Regions from separate parts of the Sus scrofa genome. Here region 2 is linked to region 1. The links are chromatin contacts, called in public promoter capture Hi-C maps. All regions are on one chromosome and are shown on one strand. The core of a region is the stretch at or near the end of the contact, and the rest is flanking DNA. Distances in the headings are between cores, read along the strand shown. Region 1 holds the start of BMP2 (bone morphogenetic protein 2). Region 2 has its middle 330 kb from the start of BMP2.

The links. Promoter capture Hi-C pulls out the DNA fragments that hold promoters and counts their contacts.
Region 2: a promoter capture Hi-C map of liver shows a contact between it and region 1, with 6 times the contacts expected there. The contact joins the enhancer-like site here to the promoter of BMP2 in region 1. A contact is called at or near these places in 1 of 5 promoter capture datasets (liver) and 9 of 47 Hi-C or Micro-C datasets (alveolar macrophages, brain, embryonic fibroblasts and 6 more).

What each region holds. Positions count from the first base shown.
Region 1 is chr17:15,746,850-15,753,715 of Sscrofa11.1, forward strand. It overlaps BMP2 (bone morphogenetic protein 2), which reads left to right and starts at 3,638. Exons shown (of 3, transcript NM_001195399.1): 1 at 3,638-4,179; 2 at 5,362-5,711. The coding sequence starts at 5,369.
Region 2 is chr17:16,078,663-16,085,245 of Sscrofa11.1, forward strand. No RefSeq gene overlaps it. Among named protein-coding and RNA genes, the nearest start is that of BMP2, 330 kb to the left of the region's middle. Within about 2 kb of position 3,924, at least 3 of the 83 cell types and tissues checked have an H3K27ac peak or open chromatin away from gene starts, as enhancers often do. A contact at or near this core is called in liver, where this site is marked.

The DNA of each region.
Region 1 (6,866 bases), core at 2,388-4,887:
ACAAACAGAACTCCTCAAATAGGCAAAAGTTTGATTGACTAGATACTGCTCATTGCTGTGGCTCCTGCTTCCTGTGAAAGAACCTCATCCAGGTGAATTAAGTGGCAATGCTCTTAGGTGGCACACTGGTAACAAAGTGATAACTATGCCACAAAGCCAGAAGGTTTCTCTGGGGAGTTGCCACAGGTTTCCTTAGCATGACAATTACAAGGTAGGCGGATCATTTTTTGCCTGCTGTGACCTTTACAATAAGTGAGCTCATTATTTTAATGTTAATTTGCATAATGGTCGGCCTGCAAGAACAGTGGTGAATGCTAATAACTGCAGGATGCCATAAAACTAAACATCATCTGGGCTGAACTGCTAAAGGAAAAGTTGACAAAGTATGACTCTTTAAGCACTTAATTTCATCCTAAGTCATGTCCACATACAATCAAATGTGATTTCTAATACCTCTTGAAAAACTGGCAAGAAATGACTGGAAGGGAATAGCAGCAGCCTCCTTTTCATAGGATCCTAAACTCATAGGCTTTCCTTTTTCTTAACATGGAATGCCTATCCCCTGTGAAGGAGTTGAATTTGCAACTACCATCACCTTCCCCCCAAAGAATTTCTGACCCCAACCCTCTCCACTTCTCACATCTCCCAGATTCTCTGAATTTGGTACTCCCAGAAAGAATGAATCTCATCTTATAGGTTGAAAATCTCCTAATGCACCTTTGACAAGTAGCATTGACCATGTCTAGCAGTAAGTGGTATTTTCAAGGGCAACAGAAACTGCCAGCTCCAAGGAATAACCCTGCATTCTGAGTGGGAGATGGAAAGGTGGCTATTCGCAAAGAATAAAATGAGGTCATTTCCACTTAGATTTATTGTTTTCAACTATTCCTACTGCTTGGAAAATGGGTAGGTATGGTCATTCTGTACTTTGTATCCCCAATCATTCTTTAGAGATTATTTATTTACTTATTTATTTATTGACTTCTCTCTCCCAAGCGTTCAAACTCATTTCCACCACAAGAGGGCAGCCATCTCTAAAAAACAACCAGAGAGTCCAGCTTTTCAGAGAAAGGGCCAAAATTTAGGAAGTTGTGTTTGGGAAAGGCCTGCACCAGCCCCTGTGAAAATCACATATAACACATAAAAGAGATCCTGTGATGGGCAACACTGAGATGAGATAGAGTATCCAGAAGTGCCAATTTTCCCTCTGATTTTTGATTATTGAAGATTATTTCATAAAATGACAATCCGACAGCTGTCAACTTTCTCTTCTTTAAAACCTGCATACTGATTTAGGTTTCATATAAGTTTTGTTTTGTTTTGTTTTTTAAATCTCACTGATGACAGAAACAATTGTCAACTCCTCAATTAAGCTTGATAGGAAAGGAAATAGTTTCAGAAGCACAATAAACACTTTTTGACTTAAAGTGTCTGTGCACAAAGTATGTTCTCATGCCAGCTTGTTTGGTATCCAATGATGCACAATGATAATCAGCCTCCATCGAGCTTCATTTTCAGGGAAAAGAAAGCACCAGGTTCCTGAATATTTCGTCCCTCCTTCTGCCCCCCATTTATTTTCCTAGTAGGCAGTCTTCCTCAGAAATACCTTATTTGACCTTTATACTTTCAGAAACAGCGAGTGCCTAATTCCCCTCTGTGGGTTGCTAATCCGATTTACATGAGCGGAACCTAGAATTACTTTAGCTTTCCAACTGAAAAAAAAAATAATACACATGGGTAATAGATTGTTATGAATTCCCGCTGCAGACTTTCCTCTTTGTGCTTTGCGGGCTGAAGGTTCCGTGCAGGTGAATTCGATTTCACTGCTCTCACCTTTTCAAAAAATTTTCTGCGTTTGGCTTCTGGGATCATTTGGGTAAATGAGTTGAGCTGCGCATGGCGGATCCTGGAATCCTGGCAAGGACAGAGAGCCTTGGCCTTGAAACTTGTGGTGCAGCAGATTTGGGGACTATCTCAGCTGAGGAAGACAAGTCACTTTACCGCATGTCACAAACTTGCTTCAGGAGCCTGGTGGAAGTGGGTTGGGCATAAGGTTCTAGGGTCTCCAACCAAAAGATTCTGGTCTGTGAAGCTCATACTGTGCATTATTTTACCTTCCTCTGAGTTGCGAATTGCCTGCCTCTGAGTTGGGCAAGATAAATATCGCAAGGCATGAAGTTGACTGCCACCTCAATAAATAAATAAATAAATAAATAAACAAACAAACAAACAAACAAACCCCCTCTCATCCTCTCTTCACACACACACACACACACAGAGCTCACGTTGCACATGACCTGACAGCAAAATGATAAACCTTTCACATATATTTATAGAAATGTGTGCTTTCGTTAGCACCTATGTACATATATGGATGTATTTATAGAGACATACACGTATATACTTGTGTATTGCATATATATTTATTAGAATAAAATAGTGCAGATTTATTTATATAAAAATTTACATATGTAAATACATATACCTCTTTAAGTTAAAGTTTAAATAACACCCAATACTCAATCTCTAGTTTTCTTTTAATTCCCCTCCCACCCCCGGGGAAATGCAGAAGCGTGTACCCTGAGCCTTGTCACTCTGTTGAGTTTTTATTTGTTTGATCGTCTATTACTAAACATCTTCAAACTGAAAGGTGAATAACGGGCCGGGTGGGGAAATAAGAGTAGACCTGGTATTTGTCCGGGATTTCACCCCCAATGTCCCAGCCAGAGGCGGGAGCTCCGAAGGATCTCCTCTTGGAGGGCAGGGGCTGGATGATCTAGCGCCCCCTCGGCGGCCACAGGTCCCCGCCCTCGGCCCCACCCCGCCGCGGCTGCCCCGGCGCGCGGTCCACACCCCTGAGAGCCGCTCCCGCCCGCTCGGGGATCCCCGGCGAGCCGCGCCACCGAGGGGGAGGTGTTCAGCTTGGGCCGGGAGGGAGACGGCAGGCGGCGTCCCCTTTAAAAGCCGCGAGCGCTGCGCCACGGCGCCGCCGCCGCCGCCGTCGCCGCCGGAGTCCTAGCCCCGCCGCGCCGCGCTGCGCCCGGCTCGCGCTGTGCCCGCCGCTCCGCTTCCCACACCCCGCCGGGGATTGGCAGTCGCCGCCGGACATCAGTCACCGCAGGCTCCGCCGCCCACCCGAACGACCTCGGGGCGAGCGCCTCGTGGATTACTGGGAGCTCCGAGGCAACAGCGCCCGTATACCCCGCGCGGGTTGGAGCGCCCGGCCGTGCGCGCCGCTGCGCCGTGGCCTCGGCTGCCCGGGCCGCGCCGGAGCGGAAGACCCGCGCGCAGAGCGCAGGGGAGCCAGGAGCCCACCCCGAGCGCCGCGATGCAGATCACCACCCGCCGGAGCTCGGGGGCCTGGAAGGCGCCGGCCGAGGTGTGATCGGACCCCAGACTGGCCACAAAGGGCACAGCTGCTTGGCCCGAGGGCGAGGAGAGCGAGGGGATAGCGCGGCCACCCGCCTCGGCGGCCCGAGACTCAGCTCTACTCGCCGGAGAATGCGCCCGAGGACGACGGGGCGCCGGAGCGGTGGTTTCAACTGGCTAGCGCTAATGGGGGTGCGCTGGAGGAAGGCAGAGTGATGCGGGGGGGCAACTCGCCCGGCACCGAGATCGCCGTTGCGCCCTTCCCTGGACCCGGCGTCGCCCAGGATGGCTGGCCCGAGCCAGGGGCCGCGGCGGAGCTAGCACTGAGCGACCGACCCTCGCCCCCCGAGTCCCGGAGCCGGCCCCGCGCGGGGCCACGCGTCCCGCGGGCGCTGGTTCCTAAGGACAAGGACAGCACCAGCTTTTCCTTTCTCCCTTCCCTGCCCTGCTCCGCACTCCTCCCCCTGCTCGCTGTTGTTGTGTGTCAGCACTTGGCTGGAGACTTCTTGAACTTGCAGGGAGAATAACTTGGGCTCCTCACTTCGCGCCGGTGCCTCTGCCCCAGCGGACCCAGCCTCGCTGCCTGCGAACTCCGCCGCCCCTCCACTTCTCCGCTGGGCTTGACCCGAGACGCCGTTCCCTGCGTGCGGAGAGGAACTGCCCGGCCGGCACCCGGGAGGAGAAGGAGGAGGCGAAGGAAGGGAACCCGGTCCCTGTGCCAGGTCCTTCAGTCAGAGCTTTTTCCATGTGGAGGCTCTTTCAATGGACGTGTCCCCGCGTGCTTCTTAGACGGTCTGCGGTCTCCTAAAGGTAGACAACGTGGGCCAAGCCCAGGGTTGGGGGTGGGCGCGGGGCCCAGGCGGCCGCTGCGGCTGAGCCCCTCCCCGGGGCCAGGCCCCGCCAGCCGTAAACAGAACAGGTCCACGTGCAGCCGAGCCCCTGCGGCGATGCCCCCATCCTACCGCCCCTGGCGACCCTCGGCTTTTCGGGCCCGGTTTGCACTCTTCCGCCCCGTCCCCTCCCCTTCTTTGGTGTTTTATTAGGGCTGTTAACACTCAGATGATTAAAAAAAAAAAAGCCAAAGAAATCCCTTGGAGAGGGTAGCTGTTCACCCGTTAGCTGCCAACCTGTGTGCCCTGCCGTGGCAATCCCTTCTAAGTTCTGAAAGTTTCTCCAGGAGACCTGCTCTCTGTAGTCAGAGCTGCATCCCATTTAAGAAAATAGCAGAAGTTGTGATTCAACCTGTTTGTTTCCAGGAATGCTGGGTGGGTGGGGGGTGGAGGGGCAGTTCTTTAGTGCCACCTCGTACTGACACGTGAATTAATAGATACTAGCCATCTACATACCAGGAAGATGCCAGTGTATCATTGCTGCACAAGGGGCGTTTAGGGATGGAGTGGCCTGCCCTGACACTTCTGAGGTTAGAGGCGTGGGCCACAGGTTGCAAGTGACTTCGGAAGTTGTGCCCTTGAGTTTACTGGCTCTGGAAGTTATAGACTCGTGTGTGTGTGTGTGTGTGTGTGTGTGTGTGTGTGTGTATCAGGAAGTTCTATACAGCGCCTCTAAGGAAGTCACATGCACCATTCCTGCGTGTTTATATGCAAGTGAGCGCCGTGTGTTTGGGTTAGTTTAGGGGACGGAGGGGTGTGAGACCAAGAGGTGGTTTCCCCAGATTCCCTGCACTGGCTGTCACCGCGAGTGTCACAGGAAAAAAAAAAGGTGACAGTCACTGACTCCAGGCGAGTGGGGGGAGGGGAAGCAAATCTTGTCAGACCGATTGAGAATGGGATGGGAGGGGAAAGCCATCTGGCTCAGGAACTAGAGGGTCTTCTATTCTCCCAAACGTTCGAGCTTCAGCTCCTCTGAGTGTTGTCGGCCGGGTGGGCACCCTGGAGGAGGAGGCAAGTGGACCGAGCAGGAGCCCGGGCGGCGGGGGCGGAAGGGGGAGGGCTGGGCGGGGAGCTCCGTGACTCACGTCGGCCCTGTCCGCAGGTCGACCATGGTGGCCGGGACCCGCTGTCTTCTAGCGTTGCTGCTTCCCCAGGTCCTCCTGGGCGGCGCGGCCGACCTCATTCCCGAGCTGGGCCGGAGGAAGTTCGCGGCGTCTACTGGCCTCTCCTCTTCCCAGCCCTCGGACGACGTCCTCAGCGAGTTTGAGTTGCGGCTGCTCAGCATGTTCGGCCTGAAGCAGAGACCCACCCCGAGCAGGGACGCCGTGGTGCCCCCCTACATGCTGGACCTGTACCGCCGACATTCGGGTCAGCCAGGCGCGCCTGCCCCGGACCACCGGCTGGAGAGGGCAGCCAGCTTGGCCAACACCGTGCGCAGCTTCCACCACGAAGGTGAGGCGTGGAGCCGGGTGGAGGGGGCGGAGACGGAGGCGGGGAGTCATCCCGCAAAGCGCCCCACCGTGGGCAGACTGCAGGCGTTCCTGCAAGGGCAGCTTGGCCAGGGCGCTGCAGTTCTTTCCATTCTTGCCTCCGGAAGAACTTTTCTGAACTTGGCTTTCCCGCACTGCCTGTGTGGCGGGGGAGCCAGGGATTCCCCTTTGGTAAAACTGCACCCTTTTCCTGGCTTGCAGCCAGGAGAGCGACTCCTCCTCCAGGAACTGGAGAGAAATCAAGTGATGGGGAAGATGAGGGCAAAAGGCTTGCCCCTAGTCAACTAAACGTGCAAGAATTCCACGGGGGAAGAATGAAGGAGAGGGACAGATTGTGATCTCTGTCTGTTTGGAAGCTTTTGCTCTATGAATCTGCTTCTCTTACCCAAGCTGGAGTTTCAGGCATGACAGAGCCAAGGGCAGAATTTTCAGAGATAGTACTGAAAAAGCAAAGCCCAGGGCTTCAGATTTTTTCTAATATACAGTAGATCTGGGCCCGGTTCGGAAAATTTCAAATCCCTATCTAAGCCTCGTGGGAGATCAATTCCATAATCAATCTTGTTTCTACAATGACATTCTTGTCTTGTTCTCTAATCTGAGATGAACTCTGGAGTAGAGACAAGGCTAGCCTTCAGATAAAAGCTTTGCAGCAGCTGCCTGTTTTCCTTCGTGTGCATTGAAATGTAGATTTTTTAAATTTTATGATACTGGATCTGGTTTTTCTTAAGGTAGGATATTTCTGCTTGCTTCCTTAGAAAGACATGTCAGTGGATTTGAAATGTCTTAGAGCGGCTATTGAGATCTGTTGTACCCAAGTTCTTAGGGGGTGTTAGTTTAAAAGATGTTTCATTTTTATTCTTTTTTTATACTTTTAAATGCTCCTTTGGCATAAAACATTCTAAACAGAGCCTGAGTTCGTTCAAGTTCTAGAGAAGGGTCCAAAATTGTGTGTCACAAAGCAACCACTGGTAGCATATTGGGAAACTGGGAGTATAGTTCCCTTTCTCCATGCCTTGCCTTGCTGAGGTGGTCAATTTCAAATGGAAATCTACACTCTGATATAAACCATTCTGAAATGTCACAGCCAGGAGTTTTCTCCCAGTGTGAAGGATGGTTT
Region 2 (6,583 bases), core at 2,674-5,173, 330 kb after region 1:
TGCCCAAGTGCATTGCCACAGCATCTGCTCTTATTTATTTCCCTGATTCCTTCTTCATTCTGGGCACAGGAAAATAGTCTTTTCTTTCCTTCAGACTCCGTTACGTCATCAGAATTTCTAAGCGTTAGGAGTAGACAGATGGCTGTTTCTTGTCATCTCAGTTCGTCTTTTTGCAACATTCAATTTGACTCCAACATATCACTTTCAAGATGCTTGCTAGAGTCAGTCAGCACATTTGATGCAATTAGGATTATGTCACTGAGACAATAACTAAAAAGGAGCCTCTAGTTGCCAGAAATTCACCTATAAACTGTCTACGTTGCTGTGACTAATGTTTCAATATTTCCTTGCTTCTAGCCGAGTCAACTGACAATTACCTATTTTTCATTGACAGTATTAATGATCATTATGCTAGGAGATAAAGATAAATAGAAAATCCAAAATTGTTTCTGTATTTAAGGGATCGTGAGTTGCACCTACTAATACACAAGAGTTTAAAAAGGCAATTCTTGTGAAATTATATGGCTTAAACTCTTGCTATTCAAAGTATGGCTTGTGGACTACCAGCAATGGCCACAGCACAAATATATAAGAAATGCAGATTCTCAGGCCATGCTCCAAACCTACATAACTTGTACGTTAACAGGATCCCCAGTGGTTCACATGTACTTTAAGGTTTGGAAAGCATTAACTTATACAAAAATGCCATTGTTGATGGCCTTTGGAGAAACTCTATAGGAAGAGAAAGAAAGAGGCCTTTAAATGGTGATATGAGATCTCACCTAAATGGAGATGGAGTTTCAAGAAAGAACTTCAGTTTTTGGAACAAAATGTGATAATGAAATTTTAAAATCTTTCGGAGAAATCGCCAATAGTAACCCCAGAATCCACAGTGTTGTTTTCCTCAGTAAGATTTCATGGCATATCTAATACAAGATAATTTTGCTTGACCCTGACCTTTATGTTGTATGTCTTCCATGCTGTAGAAATTTTCATGAAATAAAGGAAGAAGTTCTTTTGAGAATTCATTAATAGAACTAGGACGGTCTGAACCTATAATTAATTTCAATATACAGTAAATTGTGCTATTGTAAGGTGCTTTGTAGCCAAAATGTGTAGTTTTATTCTAAGGTGGTCTTAATAAATTCTGTAATATGTGTTCCTCTGGATTATAGAGATGCTGACATTTTCATAAACTGGGTTTTCCCCATCATATTTTGTAAGTGCCTTTTCCGTGCATTCTTCCCTCTTCTATGAAGTGGAAACCGCAGTCTTACAGAGCAGATCCACATGCTCTGTGAAAATGGAGGATTTCGTTTTGAACATTTTTGTTAAAACGTTCCCACTTTTGATTCCTGCTCACATGATTAAAACAGGTAAATTATATTTTCATGAAATGTTTCCATTAAAAAAAAAAACCTCTGCTGATATATAATATCATTTCAGAGGGTATCACTGGAGCTGCCCCTTTTATTTCTAATAAAAGATCAGAGAGAGGGGACAAAAAATCCTTGAACTGACACAACTGATTCAAAATCTCACTATTGTGAAGAGCAGGAAAACATCTCTAGATCTGACTTTGAGGGTCATTGGTAAAAACTGTCCTTAGGGATTCTGTTCTTATAGCTTGAGTTAGAAGATGTAATGGTGGTACCTGTGTGGTCTGAGGAGGAATCTCAGTTGCAAAGAGTAAAGTTCAATGTATTAGGAAGGAGGACATTGGCTCAATTCCACTTTATTTAAGTGGCTCTTTTCATTTATGCTCTCTATTTTCTAGTTTATAGGCTAGTCCAGATGTTCAGTAATAATGAAAAAAAAAAGATAAGCAAAAGATCAACCAATTTAGTGAGTAAACAATGACGCTTTATTTTACTGACTTCATTGAGATATAATCCACATACCATAAAAGGCATCCACTTGAAACACACAATGCAGTGATCTTCAGTACATTTAGCCTTTTAATTGTGTAACCATCACCACAATCAATTTTAAAACACTTTACTCACCCCATAGAGGGAGTTCCTGTCTTGGCTCAGTGGAAATGAACCGAACTGGTATTCATGAGGACATGGGTTTGATCCAGCAATGTTGTGAGTTGTGGTGTAGGCTGGCAGCTGCAGCTCCGATTCAACCCCTAGCCTGGGAACTTCCATATGCTGCAGGTGCAGCCCTAAAAAGCAAAAAAAAAAAAAAAAAAAAGATAACTTTTTGGCAGATCAAATTCTATTCAAGATTTGAGGTCTTATTTCAAGTGTTTATTTCCTATGTGTCTATCTCTGTGGTATGTATTTGTGTCTGTGTGTGCATGTACGTGTGTGTGTATCTATGTGTGTCTGTGCATGCCATCATTGCGAATTTACCCTTTTGTCGAGTTTATTGTGTTTTAATGAAGCCTGACATTGTCTACCATGGATCTTCTCTCTCTCTATCGGGCTCCTTGGTGAACCCTGTGATGCCCTAAAAATAGATGTTCCTGTCTAAGGGCCTGGAGTTGTCTGATTATGTTCACTTATCAGTATAGTTTGGACCAACAGCAAGCTCTATGGGCTGATTCATACCTCGCCAGTCATTTATGAGAAAGAACTGTTGTTTGTACATATGAATTAGATACTCTGTGCTGGTCCTCGCCAGCTTTTCCCTCTTAGTTTTCCTGGCCACTTGCACTACCTATCTTAGTTATCTGTGATAAATGTACACAATGGCTTAGCCTTAAACATTAGGGAAAGGATTTCATGAAAAAAAGAACAAGGAAAAATTAATTATTTAAGATAAAATTAAACAGGTGAGGACTTAGTAATTGGAGTCAGTTACTCAAGGGTAGCTATAATATTGGCTTTAAAGATGTTTATGACTACCTAAAAGTCATAGGTAAAACGTGCAAAATGTTTTTAGAAATCAAATATTTTAAGGACATTTGTTTTGTCTGAATATCAGCTAAAGACATTTAGTTGTTTCTATTTAATTTTAATCATGAGAATCGAGCCTTATTTTTTTTTAACTGATGAAAGATGCTTCGATTTCCAAATTATTGTATAAATGAATTTAATGTAGCAGGGCTCTTCATGTGTCTTGTATCATGAACCTACTACAGCAAATATCTTGGTTTTCTTACATCTCATTCACCATCCACTCTGAATTATGCAAATGAATGAACTTAATCAAATAAGAGACACATAAAGGAAAGAAGGGAGTTCCCACTGCAGTGTGAAGGGATCAGCAGAGTTTCTGAAGCACTAGGATGCAGGTTTGATTCCCGGCCCAGCGCAATGGGTTAAAGGATCCAGCCATTGCTGCAGCTGCTGCGTAGGTGGCAACTGTGGCTCAGATCTAATCCCTGGCCAGGGAACTCCATAAACTGAGGGGTGGTCAATAAGTGAATAAATGAATGAATGAATGAATAAATAAAAGAAGGTCTGACAAACACGATAAATATAAAATTATTTTCCTTATTCTTCTCCTTAATTTTTTTTTTTTTTTCATTCTTGTGGCTCCACAAGCCTTCATGTGAATGATTTTTCACATGTTCATTTAAACTTAACTTTTTTATTTTGGAAGCATTTCTGTCTTCTTCATTTGTATTGGCCCTGTCTCTTCCATTAAACTCGGGAACTTGATTTTTCCCCTGGCTGAGAGAACCAGCACTTTGCTGAGTCCCAGGCTTCTTCTGTGTTGTATGATGACCGACAGGCAGAACATGCATCATTGTTGTTATTTTTAATTAGCATGATGAAGTTCAGAAGCCACTATCCTATGTGCAACATCCTCCTACCCACCTTAGCCCCTACTCTCCCATTAGGAAATCCTGCACTGAGCAGCTGAGTTACCCTCTTCAGGTGAAGAATGGGACCACAGAAGAGATCACTGCACAGTTAAAAGGTTTTAGACTAATGCAAACAGGAGGGAAGAACTGATGTCAGTCTAAGAGCAAAGGTCTAGATTCCTGTTCCAGTGTAAACATAGTACTTTTGCCAAATCTTTGCAAGCATTCAACATGTGAATGGGTCTTTACACAAAATCAAATGAAGGTGGAGATGGGCTGCATTTGTTTATTTCATTCCCAAGCCCCTCATTGTTAAGGCAGAGTAAATACCATGCTCACCTAACAAGTGTCTTTAGAAAGAATGGAAAAGTAAATGAAATGAAAACAGGAGGATTTCTTTTAAAGACAATTCAAAGCCAATGGAAGCTACATTATTTGAAAATCTAAAGCTCTCCCAACTTTCCTAATATGAAGTGCAGTATATTTGGTTTTAATTTATGTTTTTATTCTTAAGAATTTGTACCCTCCCTCAGCCAAATCCTCATTTATTTGTTTGCTCTCATCTTTCCTAGAATATCCACATTTTATAGCAAGTGAAATGCCTGGTTAACCAAAGCTACTAATCCAGGAGGAAGAGTTCCAGCAGGAAGCATTTCTAGACTGGGTAACAGGCAAAAATGAGCAAAGAGGCAGGCTGGCTGAGCAACTTTTTGGCTAATAAGATTGGAAGCAACACTCCAGACCAATTTACAGCTTTGCAAAGTTTGGGTTTTCAAGCAATCCTTGTCTCCTCATTCATTAGTACATTTGCAGGGTTACTGACTGGATGATCCTGCCAGGTACATGGTATCAAACTCTATGGTGAGAGCATCTGCCAATACAACAGGAAAAGTACAGTTGTTAACATTTTAACTTGCTTCTCTTTAATAGCTACTAATGCCTTCTCAGTCAAGGACATCCAAAAAAGAAGTGTACAGAGGCTGAGACTGTTGTAATGGGCTATTTCTCATGTTAATGGCAGGACAGCTCTTTTTGGAACAGGGATGAATCGTGATATCCCAAAATAAATGTAAAAGTAATTTAATTTCATAGTAAACTTCGCTTACTTTTTTTCTTTTCTTCTTAGGTATATACCCCTGAGGTATATGGAATTTCCTGGGCTAGGGGTCTAATGGGAGCTGCAGCTGCCAACCTATGCCACAGCCATGGCAACACTGGATCTGAACCACATCTGCTTGCACCAGTTCTGGATCCTTAACCCACTACGTGAGGCCAGGGATCGAACCCACATCCTCATGGACACTATGTCAGGTTCTTACCCACTGAGCCATGATGAGAACTCAAAATGTTTTTATTATTTTTATTGTGGTAAAATATACATAGCATAAAACTTACCATCTTAATCATTTTTAAGTATCAGTTCAATAGTATTAAAGGCATTCACATTCCTATGCTACTGTGACCACTATCCACCTCCAGAACTCTTTCCATCTTGCAAAACTGAAACTCTCTTCTCATTAAACTCCCTGTTTCTCCCTGCCCCAAGTCCCTGACAAATGCCCTTCTTCCACTCTCTACTTTCTATGTAAATTTAACTTCTCTAAGTACCTCATTTAAGTGGAATCATATTGTCCTTTAGTGATTGGCATACTTCACATTGCATGCTATCTTCAAGATTCATCATGCTATAGCATGCAGCAGAATTCTTTTCCTTTTAAAGGTTGAATAATATAACACTGTATGTATAAGTTACATTTTGTTTCTCCATTCAATTCTCCTAAACCTCATCCCCTCAAATATATAAGTGAAGGGGTGTGAACCTGGGCTTTCCACCTTTTGGCTATTGTGGATAATGATTATTAACTTCATTTTGAAAGGAAAAGTTCTCTGCATCCGAAGTGTTACGATCTCATCACAGTGTGGTCACGGCGGAATTGAAGAAAGCAAAATCCATTGAAAAACTGAGATCCAGCTACGGTGTACTGAAATCATAGATTTGATCTATCTGTTCATTATTTATTTACTTCTTTATTGTCCAGGAATAAAATATCCCTAGAAACCTTTATATTGTGCAGAAGTTCCAGTCTTTCAAGCTCGGTGTTTCTGGGTCCACTAACTGTGTTTACAAGAGAAAGGTGACTGCAGTATCTTCAGGAGTGGAGTGATACATGCTCCCTTTGCCTGTGATATTTATGGTAAGGACTCTGTTCCAGGGATTTGGGGTTTTATGAGGTTCTCCTTGGTGGGATGCCTTTTAATTGCTTGAGTTATATTAGTCCTTGAGGTAAGATCCTTTTCTCAAGTGTCCAACCAAGTCCCCTGACCAGCTCTCCTCAAAGCCGCAGTAAAATTGGCATGCTTAAGTAGGGCAGGAATGCTAACATCCCAGATCTGAGAGAGGTAATTTGGTCCAAAATGCACTCCAGTGATGTTTATGTTTCAGATAAAGTGCTTACAACACTGTTGCTGCCCTTTTGACCCCTGTTTCCTTGTTCCTGTGCTTCGAGGAGAAAGTGATACTTAAATTCAAATCTTCACTTTTATTAGCTCCCAGAGTGAACTAGGATTTCAGTCCAATCTTATCTCTGGTATAAACATCCTGTTACCATTCATATCTTGGAGATATCTTAGGGAAAACGATTAAATACATTCCATCAAGGGAACAAATGGAAACTCATCAGAATCAGTCTATTTTCCTTTTTTTCTTTCTTTTCTTCCTTCCTCCCTTCTTTCCCTCCATTTCCCCTCCTTCTCCCTCCCCTTTTTCCTCCTTTCTCCCTCCCTCTTTCCTTCCTTCCTGCCTGCCTTCCTTCCAAATTCATG